2 separate regions of the Rattus norvegicus genome follow, and region 1 is linked to region 2. A link is a contact called in public Hi-C data. All regions are on one chromosome and are shown on one strand. Each heading gives the region's core, a stretch centred on a gene start, on an enhancer-like site or on the middle of the called end of the contact. The rest is flanking DNA. Distances are from core to core; before and after follow the strand shown. Region 1 holds the start of Trpc3 (transient receptor potential cation channel, subfamily C, member 3). Region 2 overlaps Trpc3 (transient receptor potential cation channel, subfamily C, member 3).

Region 1 (2,977 bases), core at 192-2,691, 43 kb before region 2:
CAGAAAGAACTGTTTCTCCACGAAGCACAGCAGCCACTAAATAGTGTTAGAAGTGAAGAAACTATTTCTGTCATTCTTCCAGGATACATTGTAGATGCCATCTGCCCGACTGAAGTGACTGAAGTAACAGAACGTCTTGAATACTCTGGGTCTGAGGGGAGCTTCCCTGGTACCTGCTTACCTGGGGGCAATCCACTCAGTCTGTCTAAGCTGTTAGCACCCACATCTGTAAGAGGCATCCATGCTGGTGAATAACTCAGAGATGGAGGCATACAGGCATGTGGCTTGGGTTCCATTCCCAGCTTCCCGAACAAACAAATATGGTTAAAATAACAAGATACCTAGGATTCTCTGGTCCCAAAAATTCCCATTCATCATCCCAGAAATTTGAACAGCCTTGAATTTTAAAGTGCATTCCTTTAAGTTTTAAAAATCATTGTGTGTGGGGGAGAGGGTGTTTCCAGTCCCCACACCCTCTTTAAAGTCTGCTGTGGTGGCACAAGCTGGGGAGGTAGAGATAAACAGATTTGTGGCTTCCTGACCCTCAACCAAGCCTGTCCTAATCCAGAAGTCTGAGGTCTATGTGAGAGATTCTGTTTCAAAAACCAAGGTAGATGACCCTATGGAAGGATACCAGAATTTAACCTCTGACCTCACAGACCCCAGCACACATATGTGCACCTGCCGCTGTAATTTAGGGAGGCTGGGACCAAAGGATTGCTGTGAGGCATGGTGTGGACCAGCTTGTGCCAGATACTGACTTCCATACCATCCTGGGCCACAGAGTGAGACCTTGTCTCAAAAAACAAAAAAACAGGGGTTGGGGATTTAGCTCAGTGGTAGAGCACTTGCCTAGCAAGCACAAGGCCCTGGGTTCGGTCCCCAGCTCCGAACAAAAAAAGAAAGAAAGAAAAAGAAAAAAAAAACAACTACAATTTTCTCCCTCGAAAATGCTTCTTGAAAAATACAGAGCTCGAATTAGCCTCCCACACCTTTAGAAATTGACCCGCTGTGAGGCACAGGGACCCAGGAACCGCACTTAAACTCCCCCCCCCCCCCCCCCGTGGATTCTGCTAAGCCAGACAACAAGGAACAGGCAAGGCTTTGCTTTGGTGATCTGAATAGCTGAGCATGCATTAAAAAAACAAAAAACAAAAAACTAACAAGTGGAGGATTCCTTTCCCTTCGCTAGTACACTTGTGTCTACAGATGCAAGAGGGGTCTGGATCTCTGGTAAAAAGGAGGAAAGGAGGGTGGAGAGAAGTTTCTGCTGTTTCTCAGCTCCCCACCTGCTGGTCTGTCTGATTCCTGCGCAGCGCTGTCTGCGAGGGACTGGTCTCCCCTCCTCCCATCCCTCCTCCCTCCTCCCTCCTCCCTCCTCCCTCCTCCCTCTCCTCGCAGGGAAACCGCGCCGTCTCGCCGCGATGCTGTCGGACCGGCAGACCACGCACAGCCGGCATCGCGGCCGCGGACCCCGAGCTCCGCTGCAGGTCGCGCGCTCGGCCCGGGCGGCCCCGGCGCCGCGGCCCGGGTGCTTGACTCAGAGCGGCTGGGCTGCTGACTGCGGGCGGCAAGGAGCTCGGCCGCTATGTCCACCAAGGTCAAGAAGTGCCGGGAGCCCGCGAGGGTGACCTTGCCCGCGCCGGAGGAGGAGGATGGCGAGGCCGAGGGAGCCGAGCCGCAGCGCCGCCGCCGGGGCTGGAGGGGCGTCAACGGCGGGCTGGAGCCGCCCTGCCCGCGCGCGCCGCCGTCCCCGGGGCCCGACGCGTGAGTACCGGAGCGCGGCCGAGCGGGGTGGGTGGGACCGGGACCGGGATCGGGACCAGCTAAGCGCGGCGGCTCTCCTCTTCCCAGGAGGATTCAGGCTCCGCACCCGGGTCCTGCTGAGCCGGGCCCAGCCGGGCTCATGAGCACGCACTGCCCGCGGACCATCACCGACGGCGGGGCTCGGGGAGAGATAGCGAGGCCACCAGGGCTAGGATCTCCGGACTCGAACCGGGAGCTGCTGGGAGGTCGTGGGCTGTGACTGTGTGCACAGGACCCGCCGCTGCTCTGCGCCTCTCCGGCTTGCCAGGGTGGAGGACAGGGAGCGGAGCTCGGCGTGGCACAGCGCGGTGCGGAGTGCAGAGTCGGACGAAGGCGTCCCTCACGTGCGTGCTCACATCCAAACCCCAGGGCAGCGGCTCTCACAGTCACTTAGGGTCAACTTGGGCTATGGGGTCCCAGAAAGCTCAGAGCTAGTGACTCCCCTGCCCCTCCTTCCCTCCAGTTCTGACTTTTTCCTTCGCCACATCTCTGCTTGCTTCTCTTTTCCTCTCTGCAAAAGTAGTAGTTAACAAGCAAATGATTGAGAAAAGAACCTGTTCATTCCAACAATACAGCGCCCGGCCAGCTTCCAGAGGCAAAGATGCAGAGGGCGCTGCTCTACTCTCCTCGGCGGAGCGCTGCACATGCGGGAAGAGTGTTTGAGTGGAAGGGGTTCAGGCGTGGGAACCCTGGTGTCAGTCGTGGCTCCTCTGCCAGAGGGCAGGTGGCTTTCCTGTCGGGGGACAGGCTCTGCAGCGCCGCCTGCTGCCAGAAGTCTGTCCGCTTGCCGGGTCCGCGGTTTGGGGAGGTTGGATGGTGGAGGCCAGGCCAGGCTGGATTTAACCAGCTGGTAGGGACCGGAACCTAAACAGCAATGAGTGACAGGGAGCAGATCATTCAGGAAGGGTCCTGATTTAAAATCAGCTACGCCTCTGGGAGGAAGTCAGTAACTGGTGAAAGAGCATACCATAGAAATGGTCCAGGAAATAGAGAGAAGGCTCATCCTTTGGGATTACATCCCTGTCTGCTCACTTCCACCCTCCAAAGTTTCGGAATATTATCTACTTTTTCCTTATGTTTCCACAAACCCCAGAAGTTGGGGTTTATGAGCTTGTATAGCTTCTTGATTTTTACGGAATTCTATTACCTTAAATAACTGGTATATGGGGAA
Region 2 (2,981 bases), core at 65-2,564:
CTTGGGGCCAAAGTAAACCCTGCTTTTACCACGTAAGTAAGACGTCATCCTAGAAAGGTATAGAAAGAACTTCTAAGGGGTCCAGCAAGTGCAGACTGTCAGCTGGAAACAAAGCCATTCTCAGGAGCAGTAAAACAATCCCATGAAGTCAGTGTCTGTAGCTGGTCATGCAGGTCATACTGGACCAAAATGGCTATTTTAAGAAAATTGGATGGCAAATGTCTAAAAGGGGACAACTCTGACATTATATATAACTCTAAATTTAGCATCATCATTTTGAAGTCTGTATTACTTTTCTAGTTTCCATGTTAATGTTTTCATCAGTAGTGAGTACAAGGATTCAAGTATCAGGACAGCTCCTGAGAAGACAAGGCTAACCCCAACCCTCCCTGAAGAGTCTGGTCCTTCCTGAAGCCTTCCTTGATTAATCCCCACAGTCACTTTCACTGTTAGGTTTCCCTGCTGCTATAGAGCTACCCCAGCTGTGAGATCATCATTCTCACCCCTGGGTGGCTGGTTGTCATGGGGATGGGGCTCTCCCTGTAGGCAAGGGTATCCTGAATCTTGCCACCTTCCTTTTGCTCCCATATTGCCACATCTGCACACCAGCAACACAGTACGTTCCCTGGAGGTAAAGTACAGAATCATGTCCTTGGAAACACATGAATCGTCCTAAAGTAACCCTTAAATAGCTATTGTTGAGCAGGTCTTAAAGGTAAAGGAGGCCAGAGGTTCATTTTATTGTAATAAATGATGACAACAGCAAAAATATCCTATGACTCCAATGGAGAGTGACCAGGACCCTGCACAGGGCCCCTGTTCCCTTCCTCACAGCAGTTCACATGGTACATTACTGTTACCTCATCTTTTTTGAAGGGAGACCTGGCCACACCACGTAGTAGCCGAGAGTATCGCTGGGAAGTCTGTCAGGCCCAGGTTTTAACACAGTTCTGCTATTTTCTTTTTCTTTTTCTTTTTTCTTTTTTTTTTTTCTTTTTTCTTCTTCTTTTTTTTTTTTTTTTTCAGAGCTGGGGACCGAACCCAGGGCCTTGCACTTGCTAGGCAAGCGCTCTACCACTGAGCTAAATCCCCAACCCCAGTTCTGCTATTTTCTAACTGCGCCCTTTGGTTAAATTACTGAACATTTTTCCCGTGTCATTTTTTCTCATTTTTAAAATAAGCACGACAGATTTTTAAATAAGGTCGTCGGGAGGATTACGTAAGGCTAGTTACGTAAAGCCTCTTGCCCACAGTAGGAGCTGCGGTGTCCTTTCCATTCCAACTCCCGCGGTTCCCACACACGCCCGGCCCACAGATGCTGCAGAGAAGTTTGCGAGGCTCAATGGCTCCAGAGGATGGGGCGGGGTGGCCCCGTGACAGGTTGAGTAAATGCAGAAATGGAGGCTAGCTAGCGTGCTCAGTCTCCTGCCTCCACATCCACTTCACACTCTGAGGTTTTGTGACAGGGAATCAACCTCCCCCCGACTCCCCATCCTCAACCCTTTGTCCCCAGGAACTAACAACATTTCTAGAACATACCAGTTGTTCCAGCGTCACTGGCTGAGTGGTTAAATGAATAAGTGAGTAAATGAGTGTTTAAGCCTGCAGGTCTAAAGGCTTCATTGTTGTTTAGAATTTGTTAAAAATATTTTAAAGTGGGGTTGGGGATTTAGCTCAGTGGTAGAGCGCTTGCCTAGCAAGCGCAAGGCCCTGGGTTCGGTCCCCCGCTCCGAAAAATAGAAAAGAAAAAAATATTTTAAAGTATTGTTTTCCTAAATCATTTTCTTCGGGGGAAAAAAAGACTATTTTCCATCTGTACTTCACAGCGTTCTTGGGTGGCGACAGTTGAAGGTTCTTTATTCAGCCACAGATGTGAAGATCCTGTGACGAAATGGCTAAATGCTCGCAGGTAGAAGTTGTACAAGAGATGGAACTTGATGCTTAGTCTACTGTGTGCCACGAGGACCGGGGCTCCCATGCCATTGTCCCCCACCCATGTCTCTTGCAGATGAGCATTGTTTCCATGGAGGGGGCACAGCTGGCTTTCAGAACCTTTACCCCACACCCAACCAACCATGGATCAAAATATTCTTTAAAAAAAGAATGTGTCTCTTTGGAGCGTGCACATCCTTTCCCTGCCGCTGTTCCCCAAACGCTCCGGTGTAGTGATCATTTGCATGGCTTAGTATTAGGTTCGCTGTTTTAAGTAACTAAGAGGTGGTCTAAATACTGCAGGAAGTCATCCACTGGTATCCTGGAAATACAGCGCCATTTCTGTGGGACTCCCTTGCACATTCTCAGATGCTGGTGGCCATGAGGACCTTGGAGTTAATTCTCCACAGACAACATGGCTGCCTGTGGATTCTTGTGGTCAGAATTCAAGCATTGGGTGGGGTATTTAGATAGAGTGAAAAGCCTCTCCTTCACATCCTGACCCTCGGTCTATGAGCTGGTTTTCATTCTCAGAAACCACGGTTTCCTTCAAATACTTCCAGAGATTTTTTTCCCCCCAAAAAAGAATATAAATATCCAGATCGCCCTCCCTTTTGTATTCAGATGACTAAGTACTTCACAGCTCCTGCGTTTAATTTTTTTACTCAATGTATCTTTGCTATCCTTCATATCACAACTGAATGAAGATAAAGCTGCCTCGATATCCCCAGTGGCTGCATCACACCCACCATCAGGCTCCACCAAAGCTCGTTGGCCTGTTCCATGGAGATGGGGCTTGGTTTTGTTCTAGGTACAAACCGCTTCGCTGCAAGCCACGGCGAGGTGCAGATCCTTTTCTGAAGTGGGTGTTTCATTTTAAACCTAAGCCAGCAAGTTGGGTTTGAATTTCCAAACCACCTACAAAATCAGACTCCAGCCTTCCATTCTCCCAGAAGAAAAGCATGTGAAGTAACTTCAGCTTTCTCCTGCTGACCAAATCTTCATCAGAATAACTTCAGAAAAGCTGGGCCTTCACGCCAGCCCCTGAA

The links. A called contact is a pair of places that touch in the nucleus more often than the background predicts.
Region 1: a contact with region 2 is called in a Hi-C map of frontal cortex, with 1.6 times the contacts expected there. The contact joins the promoter of Trpc3 here to the enhancer-like site in region 2. A contact is called at or near these places in 2 of 12 Hi-C or Micro-C datasets (Schwann cells and frontal cortex).

What each region holds. Positions count from the first base shown.
Region 1 is chr2:121,474,287-121,477,263 of GRCr8, reverse strand. Trpc3 (transient receptor potential cation channel, subfamily C, member 3) reads left to right here and starts at 1,441. Exons shown (of 12, transcript NM_001415005.1): 1 at 1,441-1,767. The coding sequence starts at 1,589.
Region 2 is chr2:121,431,309-121,434,289 of GRCr8, reverse strand. It overlaps Trpc3 (transient receptor potential cation channel, subfamily C, member 3), which reads left to right. Exons shown (of 12, transcript NM_001415005.1): 7 at 1-32. Among named protein-coding and RNA genes, the nearest start is that of Bbs7, 30 kb to the right of the region's middle. Within about 2 kb of position 1,314, at least 15 of the 93 cell types and tissues checked have an H3K27ac peak or open chromatin away from gene starts, as enhancers often do.